Regions from separate parts of the Mus musculus genome. Here region 2 is linked to region 1. A link is a contact called in public targeted proximity ligation data. All regions are on one chromosome and are shown on one strand. The core of a region is the stretch at or near the end of the contact, and the rest is flanking DNA. Distances in the headings are between cores, read along the strand shown.

Evidence for each region.
Region 2: a targeted proximity ligation map of pro-B cells shows a contact between it and region 1, with 5 times the contacts expected there. A contact is called at or near these places in 8 of 484 Hi-C or Micro-C datasets (adipose-derived mesenchymal stem cells, cerebral cortex, cranial neural crest and 5 more), 2 of 130 datasets of targeted methods (extraembryonic endoderm stem cells and pro-B cells) and 1 of 9 other capture datasets (adipose tissue).

What each region holds. Positions count from the first base shown.
Region 1 is chr19:31,974,324-31,977,584 of GRCm38.p6, reverse strand. No RefSeq gene overlaps it. Among named protein-coding and RNA genes, the nearest start is that of A1cf, 110 kb to the right of the region's middle.
Region 2 is chr19:32,166,808-32,170,068 of GRCm38.p6, reverse strand. The region is part of intron 5 of Sgms1 (sphingomyelin synthase 1); the gene reads left to right. Among named protein-coding and RNA genes, the nearest start is that of Asah2, 65 kb to the right of the region's middle.

The DNA.
Region 1 (3,261 bases), core at 270-2,769:
GGCATAATATCCTAGGGAAAAAGATGGCCATCCAGCTATAAGAACCCTACAGAACTCCAAATTAGCAGCACTAGAAAGTAAAAGCCTCACAAACTATTATAATTCAAATACTATAGGTAAAATATTTAGAACACAGAGTAAAGAATGGGTATTAAAAGCAGCAAGAAAGAAAGGTCAAGTCACTTATAAGGATAGGTCCACCTTCTACCATGCCTGGTAGTGAGAGCATCCAGACTGGGGGGCTGTGTATATGGTGGTAGGCTTTCCTCCATCTGAGAGCCTGGGTCAGATCAATCAGTTCTGTTCTATGGGCTTGAGCCAGGGAGTTCTCACACCAGAGAAAGCCATTGTTAATACAGGGAAGCAGAACTGACAAACACACAGAAACACACACACACACACACACACACACACACACACACACAGAGAGAGAGAGAGAGAGAGAGAGAGAGAGAGAGAGAGAATAAAGACAACCAGGGGTGGCCATGTTTATAACCTGAACAGACAGAAGGATCCAGAGACATCTTAGTTCCTGGACACTGGATCAGCAGCCAAGTCTGACCTCTCCTTTATGTCCAAACAGAAGGCATCTTAACCAGACTTACCCTTGGAGGTGACAGACCAGGCAACTTTCTAATTTGTTTCCTTTGGAATGGAGGTGTCATTTCAAAGGTGCCTTTGAAGCATTAGGCAGCAATTGACCCTAGAAGTTCCCTGATCACCATACTCTTCCTTGCTCCAATGGCCTCTGAGAACCCCAATATCTTGAGGTCTAGAGCTTGGGACTTCAATGCGACCCCCAGAATTCTTCTTTTCTCATTTGTGAGTGTTTAAGCACAAAAGCCATGCTCTGCATTGACATACTTCAGTTAACAAAAACAGGCAGAAGCAGCACTGTAGAAGCTACAGAGCAAGGTTAGTACATTTTGAGGCTTTCCCAGAACTATGAACATATATGGATTGTTTTTTGGTTTTAGTTTTGGCATGTGGCACTGTCTATGTGCTGAGTTTTATGGCCTGAATGGTGCTTCCATCATGGAATCAGTTGTGCTAAGGTCTGGGCCTCTGTTCCATTTCGAGATGCCCAGTGCTCCCTATTGCTTCATGGTCTTGTCACTGGAGAGAAATTGGACATGTGCATATTTCACAAGGAAGGAAATAAGAACAGCCTGGTGCTTCAACTGCAGTGAAAATGACAGCGGTTGATTTAATTTCTCTGAATTTTATTTTATTCATTTTATACCGGAAATCATGGTTCCTTAAAACATTAACATTTTTGCTCATTGAGAAAAATTAAAATTTTTATTAACCACGAATTACTGTGCTGGTTAGTTTTTGCCCACTAGACACAAACTAGAGTCCCCTGGGAAGAGGGAGCCTCAGCTGAGGAATTGCCTCCCTTAGCCTGGCCTACAGGCTTGACTGATGATTGATGGAGCAGGGTCACTCTTGGCAGCAGCATCTCTGGGCAGGCAGATGTAAATTCTGTAAGAAAGCAGGTTGAGCAGGCAGAGGAAGGAATCCAGGAAGTAAAGCCTCCTCTCTCTGCTTCCTCCCTCTCCCCACTTCCTGTTCAAGGGTGAGCCAGATTAACCCTTTCCTCCCTCAGTCACTTTTTAGTGGCCATTTTATCACAACAGAAGCACTAACTAGACAATCACTTTCTAGTTCATTGAACTCGGGTTTTGAATAAAAGTAAGAAAAAATTATCTGCTTTTCAGTTCTAAAGAAATTTAGAAAATTTCTCCTTTCCCCAGTACCTATAGGGTTTCATTGTTTGCTTTCAGAAATCAGTGATGGACTGTAGCCTGGGGTTGCTAGCTAAACTAAACACTCCCTCCTAGAAGTTGCTTTTCTGTCAGGATATTTTATCATGGTAACAGAAATGAACCTAGACCAATGAGATTGTTCTGTTTTGTGGTGTGTGCGCATGTGCACACATGCGTGCACATGTGTGCATGAGTGTGTATGTGTGTGTGTTTATAGTATTTGTTAATTATTGGTAACAATATTATATTCATTTTTACAGAGAGATTTACTGAATTTAAACCCCTGCTTCTTTGTCTATACTTTCTTAGATCTCAGGTGTGTTGCCTGATCTTGTTTTCTTGGAGTTCTGTTCTGAAACCATCTGGGTGTGGTGACTTCAATTTATTTCATTTCATTTCATTTCATTTCATTTCATTTCATTTCATTTCATTTCATTTTTCACTTCTGAGAAAGCTCTTCTGTGATTCTTCTCTATTTACCTATAGATATTTAGTATATATAGTATTTAGTCTCGCCATCTCTACTATTTGTGAAGAAATTATTTTCTAGACCATCTTATTTAAGTTGTCATTTTTGAATGGTAGGCTGTATACTGTATATTTTAGGTATTTTTCATTTTCTGTAGTTTGTAGATGATCTACATTTGTCATCCCCTCTGGGTGGCCTGCTCTTTCCACCAACCCCTTACCATTTAGCTAAGTGACCCCTGCTCAGAGAACCACCTCACCTAACATAGCTTCTTTTCCCTTTTTTCCATTTTTTTTTGTGCCAACTCTCTTCCTGGCAACTCACTCTCTTATAATGTAGACCTATGGAGTCCTCTCATATTTTGATTGGAAGCGTAACCTTTAATGGCTGAGCCATCTCTCCAGCCTGAGTCAGCTATGTGTTAGCCATTCTGGCCCCAGTGCCTAAATGTGATCTGATTGGTAGCATTTCTCTGTAATAACTATTAAAATGAATACAAACCCAAGTATCCCCTGCTGCAGACCCTCTGGGTCCCTTTGTCTGCGTGGAAAGGGTCTCTAGTCACAGGTGGGCAAGGAGTCGGCGGGAATGACAGACAGATGCACACAGGAAATTGTGTAGAATCTGAATGTATTGTCACAAAGTGAACACCAGTCTTGTATAGGACAGAAAATAAAGGGGGTAGGAAGTCACAGCAGGCAAAGTACATTGAAGTTGCCTGACACAAAACAAAGGAGTGACTTCAAAGGGACTTACAGGAACCAGGTAGGTGTTTACAGTAATGATAAAGCAGTCCTGCCTAGGGTCAGCTTAATGACAGGTAAGGATTTCACACCATAATGCTACTCTTTTGAGCCTTATGAAGGCTAGCACCAGGGGGTTCTGCTCTAGCAGACCTTCTCATGAATAATGCAATACCACAACCCCCCTATTTCCTAGGCCTTGATAAATTCTTATATGAGTGTAACTTTTAAGTATCTGGAGAATCTCCATTTGTCAGAAGAATTCACCAACTTGCTTCTA
Region 2 (3,261 bases), core at 464-2,963, 190 kb before region 1:
GTAGGTGTGCAGAGGGAGAGGTCTGTTCTTGCTTTCCCTGAAGTCCTTCATCCCGTTTGACCACGAAGTGAAGAGGAGGGGCAAGCTGGACACGGTGCTTCCGTGGTGCCATGGGTGCCCACAGCATGCCCTGAAGAGCCGTTCATTCAGAAGTCCCCTTAAATGGTCCCTGGTCTGTAAATAGTTTGAGCTTAACTAGCTATCAAAGAAGCACGAGAAGGGTATTTTGGGAGAGATGCTTAAGCTTGATTTCTTCTATCTGGGCCTGTGAGCTGCTGCTAATTTTAAACCTGGTGTCAGTCCCCAGGGTCATGTTCCCTAAATGAGGTTCTTTGTTGGCTTCCGTGGGTCAAGTTAAGTGTGGTGTGGTAGACTTTCCTCAGTGAAATGGAAGAGTTTCAAATAACCAACCAGTAGGTATTTTTGTTCCTCAGTAGACTAGGGAAACTTACTTTGTACACATAGGATATAAAGGATTTTATATTAATTAGAAAATTATTCTCCGCCTGCCTGCATCACCTTTTGACACATGGTAGTCTTCAGCAGAAAGAGTCAAAGTGTGCTTTGAGATAGCTGCTTTTACTGTTTGTGGCAAATGAGCTAATTATGGCACCAGATTTCCAAAGTTCATAGGTCATTTACAGCCATACTTCAGAGTCAAAACAATATATTTGAAGAAAGAAACGTTCTTTAAAGAAAAGTATTTTATAAATCAAACATTTAATCTCTAAGGACATTTTGATATTGTGTGAGAGAAGGTGGGGGGAGGATATATTTGACATCACCTTAGGGAATCCAGAGGGATCCTTATCGGATGGAAGATAATTGTTAATTACCTGTAACATTATTCTCACTGTTTATCCCTCATTGAAGGGGCACCACTGCCTGTTACAGGGTAGCAGTAGGATGTAAGCTCACAGCTTGGCTTGTGGATGTCGGTAACACAGAGCGAGTGTGAATGTTCTGATTGTGGTACAGGAGGGGTCAAGGCAGGGCCTGAATGTTGACTGGAGTGATGTGGAGGAAAACACAACCAAGTTGACAACAGGATGGATCATTGTCTGTTTTTTTTCTTTGTTCTTTCCTTAATATGAAATAATAGTGACGTATGATGCTAGTTCAGCTGCTGTTTGGAATGCTTGGTGTACCCTTTTAGACTGACAAATCGTTCCCCTTCTACTTCCGGTGTTGTTGTTGTTGTTCTTGTTGTTGTTTTGTGGGTTTTTTTCCCCTGAGACAAGGTCTGTCAAGTATATAGTTCTGGCTTTCCTGGAACTCACTGTGTAGACCAGGACAACCTCAAACTCACGAGATCCATCTACCTCAACCCCCCAAGTGCCGGGATAATTTTTTTGAGTGGTTTCTATGACTTTTTAATTAGATATGTTCTTTATTTATATTTCAAATGTTATCCCCTTTCCTAGTTTCCCCACTGAAAACTCCCCTATCCTTTCCCCGCTCCCCCTGCTCACCAACCTACCCACTCCTGGCTTCCTGGCCCTGGCAGTCCACTATGCTCTGGGGCATATAACCTTCTGTGATTATTTCTACACAGAAGTCACTACACAGTTTTAAAAGATATCTTTTATTTTCATTTTTGTATTTTCTTGGGCAGTGTTATGGGAGAAGCTTTTTCTGCAGGATATAAAAACCACAGCAAATGCATGTGCACCCAGGAAGTCTGCTCACCTCCAAAAGGGAACCAGTGACAAACCTAATGCTTGCCGCAGAGTCCGCCTTGGTGAACCAATGGGGCTTTTGAGGGTTACTAAGAGGAGCACAGCTGCATCGTGAGAAAAACCCACCCTAAGACACGAGAAAAGCTGTGTCTCTGGGGCCCTCAGCATTACACGCACAACTGGTCAGGGCCTTCCCCTCTAACAGCTGTTTGCTGCCCCGTCTGAGTTCAGCCTTCCCGGGCCTGTTACATTTACTCCCTGGGTCTCGTAACTGCTCTCCTCCTGCATGCTACTTGGAAGGCTGTTTGAATGACTATCTATATCCAGATGGCTACCTTAGAACACGCTTTGGCTTTGGTTGTTATGGCACTGGGAACTGAAGTTAGGGCCTCACACATACCAGGTAAGCACTCTCCACTGGCAGTACACTATCTTCCCAACCCACTTCCGTTTTAAAACAACCTAAGCCAGCTGTATTTCTTTTTTCTCTACCGCCTCAGTTTACTTTTGAGACAGATTCAGAGCTACACACACATGCTTTTATGTTCAGCTAATGAGGCGCAATGCGTAGACATCTGAGGTCTTAATTTTTTTAAAGATTTATTTATTATTATAAATAAGTACACTATAGCTGTCTTCTGACACACCAGAAGAGGGCATCAGATCTCATTACGGGTAGTTGTGAGCCACCATGTGGTTGCTGGGATTTGAACTCAGGACCTTCGGAAGAGCAGTCAGTGCTCTTAACCACTGAGCCATCTACCAGCCCCCTGAGCTCTCAATTTTAAGAGAAAGAATGGAAAGGCACAGGGTGAAGTGCGATGGGAATGGAGAATTGGAAGATAATAGCTCTGTGCACATCTGCTCTTACGAGAACTGCTGGAATTTGAAACATTGGGTATGCTCTGACAATGTCCAGTGCCACTAGACTGAATCCAAATCCAAGAATGACAGATTAACAGGCAGACTGTACAGGGGTCCTGCTGGGTCTGGGCACGAGCAGCTGATTGGTTGAGTGGGAAGTGATTCTCTTCAGGCTTTATAAGTAGGTTATAAGACTCAAATCCCAAGGAAAACTGTAGTGATGAGTTTTCAGACAGCTATGCAAAGTGTCTCCCATCATAACAACCGGGGAAGAATTTTCGAGTGGTCCATTCCATTTTGTATCTGCCTAAAAGTGGGCAGATGCGGTTCTTTCTGAAACAGCGGGAAATACCTGAGCCTGGAGTCTTGTCATGCGTGGAGATTGGGGCTTTAGTTTTATCTTTGTTGGTGGATTGGCTCTCTTGGTGGCACTGTTTTTTGATGTGAAGGATTTGGGGTTCTGTTTATGGGGTCTAGCTATGTCATCAAGCCCATTTCCTGTTTCTGTCGAAGGCTGAAGCAGGAAGCGTGTCCTCAGCTTTACAGTGCGGCCTTCATGTTTTAAAACTATTATACGTAGAAGACGACAGAAGTTTGTTTTTTCTCCTCTTCCAGACAAAAGTAAATGTGCTTATCAGAGAGAGTTTAAAATAGTGGGAGGAAAAAAAGCAGACCATTATTTTATAATTCTGTTATCCTGAGACAACAGGAACTTAAC